Regions from separate parts of the Mus musculus genome. Here region 1 is linked to region 2. Evidence: chromatin contacts called from public promoter capture Hi-C data. All regions are on one chromosome and are shown on one strand. The core of a region is the stretch at or near the end of the contact, and the rest is flanking DNA. Distances in the headings are between cores, read along the strand shown.

Region 1 (2,999 bases), core at 351-2,850, 960 kb before region 2:
CAAATCACCTGTACTATTATTTACTGAACACAATCCCGGACAGGGCAAGACACCTCGGGGCAGACTTCTCCACCCACCAACACCCCTTCTCCACCCACCGCAGCCAGCCGAAGAGGCTGTGGACTGCCCATCTTCAGCTGCTCCACGCCGAGTGCGGGATGCGTGCTCGAAGGGACTGAGAACTCAAAAGTGTACAGGAAGCACAAAGGGCATGCAGACCTTCGGGGCCCAACCGCCCCTTGTCCCCCCTCCCCCCCACACACACCCTACACCCCACCATCGGCGCTGGACCACTACCTCCTGGAAGAGCTCCAGACTGTACGTGTTGTCATCGTCGGCGAAGAAGAGCACGCCGGGTTGCGCGCTCTGATGCTGATGCCTCTGGCGCAGCCAGGCGAGGCCCGCGTTGCGCTGTTCGGTGGCGCGCGGCAGCCACGGTCGCTTGTAGCGCCGCGGCGTGGGCACATGCAGGTGCGTGTTGGGCAGGCCGGCCCGAGCTAGGAAGCTGCTCACCAGCTCGCTGCGCGTCGCCCGGTCCTCCACCAGGATCCAGTGCAACTGCGCCACCTGGCGGAAGGTGTTGGCCAGGCGAGTGAGCTCGGCTTTCTGCACCGGGCGACTGTAGGTGGGTGTGATGGCATAGATGGTGGGCAAGCGCGGCTCCGGCTGCAGCTGAGGCCGAGACTCGTTCCGCTTCTCGGCAGCGTCACGCCCGGGGCTACTCCGTCGGAGCGGGACTCGGGAGCCCCCGCAGCCCACTGCATGGGGAGAGAAGTAGGGACGGGAAGTGAGTTGGGGCGCGGGCCTGCGGGGGTCCACGTCCAACATGATGATGACAATCAGGATCCAGGGCAGGAGGATGAAGAAGCGGCTGCACAGCGCGGACTTCATGGTGCGCGCTCCCCAGCGTCTCGGACACCACCCCCTGCAAGGACTAGGCTCCGGGTAGGGGACCTCTGTGTGCAGTTAGGACAGCGGCAGCGTCTGCAATCAGGGAGAAGCCGCAAGCGCGCTCCCCTTCCGGACTGGGGCGTTGCGGGGACCTGGGCGTTGTGGGGTCGGCGCAGATGCAGGGCAAGCTAGAACTCCAGGGGGTGCAGGAGGACCGGCTAGGGTCTTGGGTCACTCTGGATGAAGTCGGCGGGAATCTGGACACGGTCCAGCCGCACTCCGCAGGTCCCGGAGTTGTGCCGAGTGCAAGCCAGGCGGCGGTCCCCGCTGCGCTCTTTTCCCGAGTGCGAGCCTGGAACGTACCAGGCGTTGTACCTTGCCGCTCCTGTCCCGCGTCGCTGAGGGCTAAGAGGATCCAGCTGCTGGCCTGGGCGAGCGTTCCGGGACCCCTTTGAAGGCGGTTGCCGGGAATGCTGAGGGCTTTCCTCCGTCACATGTCGGCCGGTGCAGCTGCGATCCCGGGTGGACACCGAGGATGCTGCGTCCCTAAGCTCCCGTTCGAGCGCCGCGGCAGAAACCTGTGCCGCTCTCTCCTTCTCGGAACCTCTCCCGGCTCCAGACAGCAAGATCCCAAAGCAGGGAAAGAAAGAAAAAGCGAGGGGGCGGGGGCGCTGCAGACTCGGGCGTCCTCCTAGTGCTCCGGTGGGAAGATAGCAGCGCTGCTACTGGCGGAGAGGGGCTGCGGGGCGGAGGCGGGAAGGGCCAAGGCTCTCTGCGGGGTCTGAGCCCGGTGGCACCAGGCGCTGCCTGCGGGCAGAGGCAGGGGGAGGGAGGAGGATCTCTGCTGGGTTGCGCGACCTCTGCCTGGGGTGTGTGTGTGTGTGTGTGTGTGTGTGTGTGTGTGTGTGTGTGGAGGTGGTGGGTGCTGTTTTCAGATCGCCCCAGGGTTCAGCTCACTGAACTGCTGCAGGGTCTTTGGAGATCAGCCAAGGAAACCCATTCACGTGTGACAAGTCCGGAGTCCTAAAGAGGGCAGAAGGAGAAAGAGGGAGGGGACAAAGCGGTCCTTCCCTGGCTTGAGGGTTGGTGTACAGAACCTCAGCAAAGAGAACCACTTTCTCTTGAAAGGCAGAAATCAATAGAATCCCACAGAGATGGAGGGGGTGCCGCACATAGGTGTCTGGCATGTGTGCCAGCCCATTCCAAGGAATCAATCGCAACTGCTCGGCCACAGTTGGATCTGTGGGGGACATTTTGACAACTCCGGCTGAGTATGTGTAACTTGCTTTTGTTCATGTTGGAGCCTTCCCAGTTTGCAGGCACAGGAATTATCCCCCAGGACCATCCCTGTAATCCTTTCAAGGAGGCTTTGGAGGTGGAATCACCTTCATTTTCTGGATGAAGGAGCAGAAGATGGAGACTTAAGGGAATTTCCTGAGGTCAGTGGTAACTGACTTAGTGGAAATAGAACGTGGGCGTCCTGGATAGAACCCACTGCCTCTTCACTGCACATCATCAGCACAGCCTGGCTGTGAGTGACCGGTCTTCCTAGGTGATGCCATCAGATCAAGTGGGTCAGAGGATGGCAAGCGGAAATACCTGGAAGACCCTCTCATATATAGAGAATCTATTAGCCGAACGAACCCCAGGCTGTTCTCATTCCAAGCACATTCCAGGGAGTCTGAGGAAAGCACCCCCACCCCCAATGAATCATTTCTGATTCCGTTTTCCTCCGCAACCCGACTTTCTCTGTCGCATGAAAATCCTTTTGACTATGTTCCTGAGGAACAAGCAGCACGCTGGGGCAGATCCTCCACCTTCACGTGGCTGTGTCCTGCATCTTGGGTTCGGTGTCTGGCACTGCGCACCTGTGAATTTTCACAACTACTCTCTTATGTTGTGGGGTAGTCACTAGAGAAGACTGCTCCGACTTGGGTTGAAGCAAATATATAAAGCATTTATTAGCCAGCCGGTGACTACATTGGGTGTTTGAATCCCAAGGTAGCGCTGAGGCTTTCTCAGGGTGAGCGTTTAAGCAAACAACAACAACAACAACACCAAAAAACAAAAAAATAAAACAAAACAAAAAACCAAACCTAAACAACAAA
Region 2 (3,369 bases), core at 559-3,058:
AAAGTATAATTTTTTTAATGATGAAAAGATGCTGATCAGAGTGTTCTATCAACTGCTTTAATTAGAGAAAAGAGAAAATCTGGCTAGATATCAGTACCTATGGGAAAAAAATCAGTGGAAATTTAGAGGACTGCACAGTTATTTCAGTGACAATCTCTTAAGTGACACAACTATAAAAATGTACAGTGTTGTATGGTATAAACATGATGATTACAAAGCCATAATAAATACTCACATACTGAAGATTGTTCTTGGTTATAACCCTCTTGATAGTTATTTTATAAGGGAGAGAAAGAGATGGGTGTGGAGGGGAAGTAGGGGGACTAGCTGTGTCCAAAGTGAGACAACAGGAATGGCCAGATATTGAACGTTACTAGATGATAAGTGGCTAGGTTTACTCTGGAGATGCCTGAAGCAGACATGGCAACTGTTTCAAATAATTCAAAAAAATTCTGCTTAGTGGAGAGATTGAGTCTTAAGGACCAAGTTACTACTGTAGGTAGTGAGCATTTAATTACTAAGAAGTTTCACATATATATCTCCACATAAAAACTGCATTTACTGGCAAAATCAATTGAACTGTAAGGTCTTTAAATGTGAAGCTTTTAGCATCGTATAACCCCCCCATCCTTGCCCCCCCCATGTTAACAAAGTTAAGGCTGAAGGGGGAAAATAGGTACTATCTTGCTTCTGGAACTACAGAAAGAATTCCCTGGAGAGAAAACCCATCCTATCTCGCATCATTGCTATGAGATCCTTACTGGGAAATGGCTCAATTTGAGCCAGTCTCTCTATTGATCCTTTTATAATTGCATTACCAAAATTCAGTCTCCAGGTTTCAAAGGCGATAATATTACGTATTTTGAAAGAATTGTCTATTAATTTTCCCCCCTTTATCACTGAGAGAAGCTCACCCTTTAATGCCTATCATCGTACCAGGCACTGAGCAGACGCTTTTAAATCCAATAGGATATGGGTGGGTGTTTTCCTTATCGTGCTATCGTGGTGTTGTTGGAGAAGTACCCACGGAGGCTGAGAAGTGAGTGCATGATGATAGCGAACATCACTGGAGGAATTAGAGTAGATAATCCATTTCCAAGCACCAGTGAAGTGCAGTTATGCAGTCTGATGGGGCTACCCAGTGCCCCAAATGGCAAATTAAAGAGTTACTGTGTGGTGGGGCATCTTGAGGGGAAAATGAGGATACATAGCAGAACAATTCTAGCGAGAACCCATCAAGAAAAAGATTGCATTGAAGGGTACAATGCTAATTCGGGTTGCTGGATGTGTGTATGTTGTGTGTGTGTGCACCAAAATTATCTAGGAACCCACACACAACTGTGGCTGTGCACACTTGCCGAGTAAAGCAGAAAGACATGGTGGCAGGAAGGGGAAAATAGACCTAGAGGGTGTACCATCCTGCTGTTCTAAACCCTGTGGGTGCTCTAAAAGCATCAATGATGAAGACTGTGGCGAGGATGAAGATGATTAAAGCAACCCATGGGAAAATAGGGCTGGGGAGGATGACATGGACCAGGACCTGGGAGAGGGAGGATGACTCAGGGTGAGGGGTACCTTGGGAGAGATCAGTGGAGTATGCACGTCGGCGAGCGTGGGGCGGGGGGAATGGCCAGGGCACGCGTGGCTCGGACCCGGGGAGTGGGTGGGTGGTGCCCGTGGGCGGAGCGGCTCCGGGACTGAGTGGCTGGCAGCTTATGTCTGCGAGAGCAGCAGCATCACCCGGGAGCGAAGCTCCGAGACTCCGCCTAACTGACACCCAAACTCTCCCTCTCCCTCCCGCAGCCCCAAACTGGAGGCAGCGGAGCCCGCGAGCAAGCAGCGTCGGGCGGCCCCGGCCCGGCCCCGCCCCCGGCCCGCCAGCCCAGCCCGCGCCCGGCCGCCGTGCTCCGGAGCTCAGCGCCAGCCCTCGCCCTCTCGCCGAGCCTCCGCCTGCCCGCCCCCGCCGGCCGAGGCTGGGCTGCGGGAGGCGGCCAGGCGGCCCCGAGCCTCGCCAGGGCGACCCAAACAAAGGCAGCATCCGGGCTCGGCGGGAGGCAGAGCATCATGAGAGACTGGGTCCTCGCTGTCCCCGGCTCCGCTGCTGCTGCCGCTGCCGCCGCCGCTGCCGCCGCCGGGAGGGCTTCGCTGTGAGCGTGGAAAGCAGGGGCGCAGCTGCGGGGCGTGAATCCGAAAGGTGAGAGCCAGAGCCAGCGAGCCGAGGGGGCGGGCAGGCCACGAAAAATGTCCTCGGCCGTGGGGCCCCGAGGTCCTCGCCCACCCACGGTGCCTCCCCCTATGCAAGAACTGCCCGACCTGAGCCACCTGACCGAGGAGGAGAGGAACATTATCATGGCAGTGATGGACCGGCAGAAGGAAGAGGAGGAAAAAGAAGAGGCCATGCTCAAGTAAGCACCCCCCAACCCCCCAGGGCACGCCATCCATCCCTCGGTGGTGCCTCCATCCATCCATTCACTACTCACTCACCAGGTCCTCTGGGTTGAGTGTGGGGGAGGGGCTGACGAGGGAGCAGGGGTGAGGGCAGAGGTGCCCACCTTGGGGCTAGGGGCCCCTCCTCGGGATTGAGCAGGGTAGAAGTCTGGGAGTCCGGAGAAAGGAGAGGACCCCACAAAGCCAAAAACCTAGGACCCCAGGAAGATGGCTTGAGCCAGGAGTGCCCAGGAGGACTGAGTGGACAGGGGGACCACCGTGGGGTGAGATATGCAGCGCCAAGTGAAGCTGATCCCACCCAATGGTAGGAGCTCTGGGCTGAGGGCAGATTAGGGACCAGGGCATGAGTGGAGAAAAGGGTGGAGGTAGAGATGGTGAGGGCAGCTCCTCCTTGGAGTTGTTGAGCACATCTGAGTTACAACAGTGAAGGGTGCTTGCTGGTATTTATATAATAAAAAGGCTTATTTTTAGTGTTTGTTTTGGTGCTCATTCATTTTACAATGCAAAGGTTGGGTCTTTTTTGGGCAGTTGCCATCTTTGGTAACCTGCATTCCCAGCTTCCCTTTAACCTTTGATTCTGAGGCTTCTACACAGAATAACTGTATGAAGACACATTTTCTTATCCGCATGCAAGGCCACTGGCAGTACAAAGTTTTTTTGGTAATGACAGCAGCTGATTGGTAACTCTGGCCTGAAATAAAATAAGGGTTTCTCATTACTGGCTTCTAAGAGACCTCTGGGGCCTTCCCATTTCCCAAAGGAAGCAGTCGGGGATTAAATATCTACACATGCCCTGTTTACAGAACCCATCAGCCCTTTAGGGGACCCGTGCCTGGTGCCCCCATTTTCCTGGGCATGAGGAGGGGATGGGGTTGACTATTGGTAGTGCAGGAGTCTGTGAGACTGTACTACCCTTTGCTT

The links. Capture Hi-C pulls out chosen DNA fragments and counts their contacts.
Region 1: a contact with region 2 is called in a promoter capture Hi-C map of pancreatic islet. The contact joins the promoter of B3gat2 here to the promoter of Rims1 in region 2.

The regions. Positions count from the first base shown.
Region 1 is chr1:23,760,527-23,763,525 of GRCm38.p6, reverse strand. B3gat2 (beta-1,3-glucuronyltransferase 2 (glucuronosyltransferase S)) reads right to left here and starts at 1,600. Exons shown (of 4, transcript NM_172124.2): 1 at 298-1,600. The coding sequence starts at 891.
Region 2 is chr1:22,804,597-22,807,965 of GRCm38.p6, reverse strand. Rims1 (regulating synaptic membrane exocytosis 1) reads left to right here and starts at 1,808. Exons shown (of 35, transcript NM_183018.4): 1 at 1,808-2,405. The coding sequence starts at 2,242.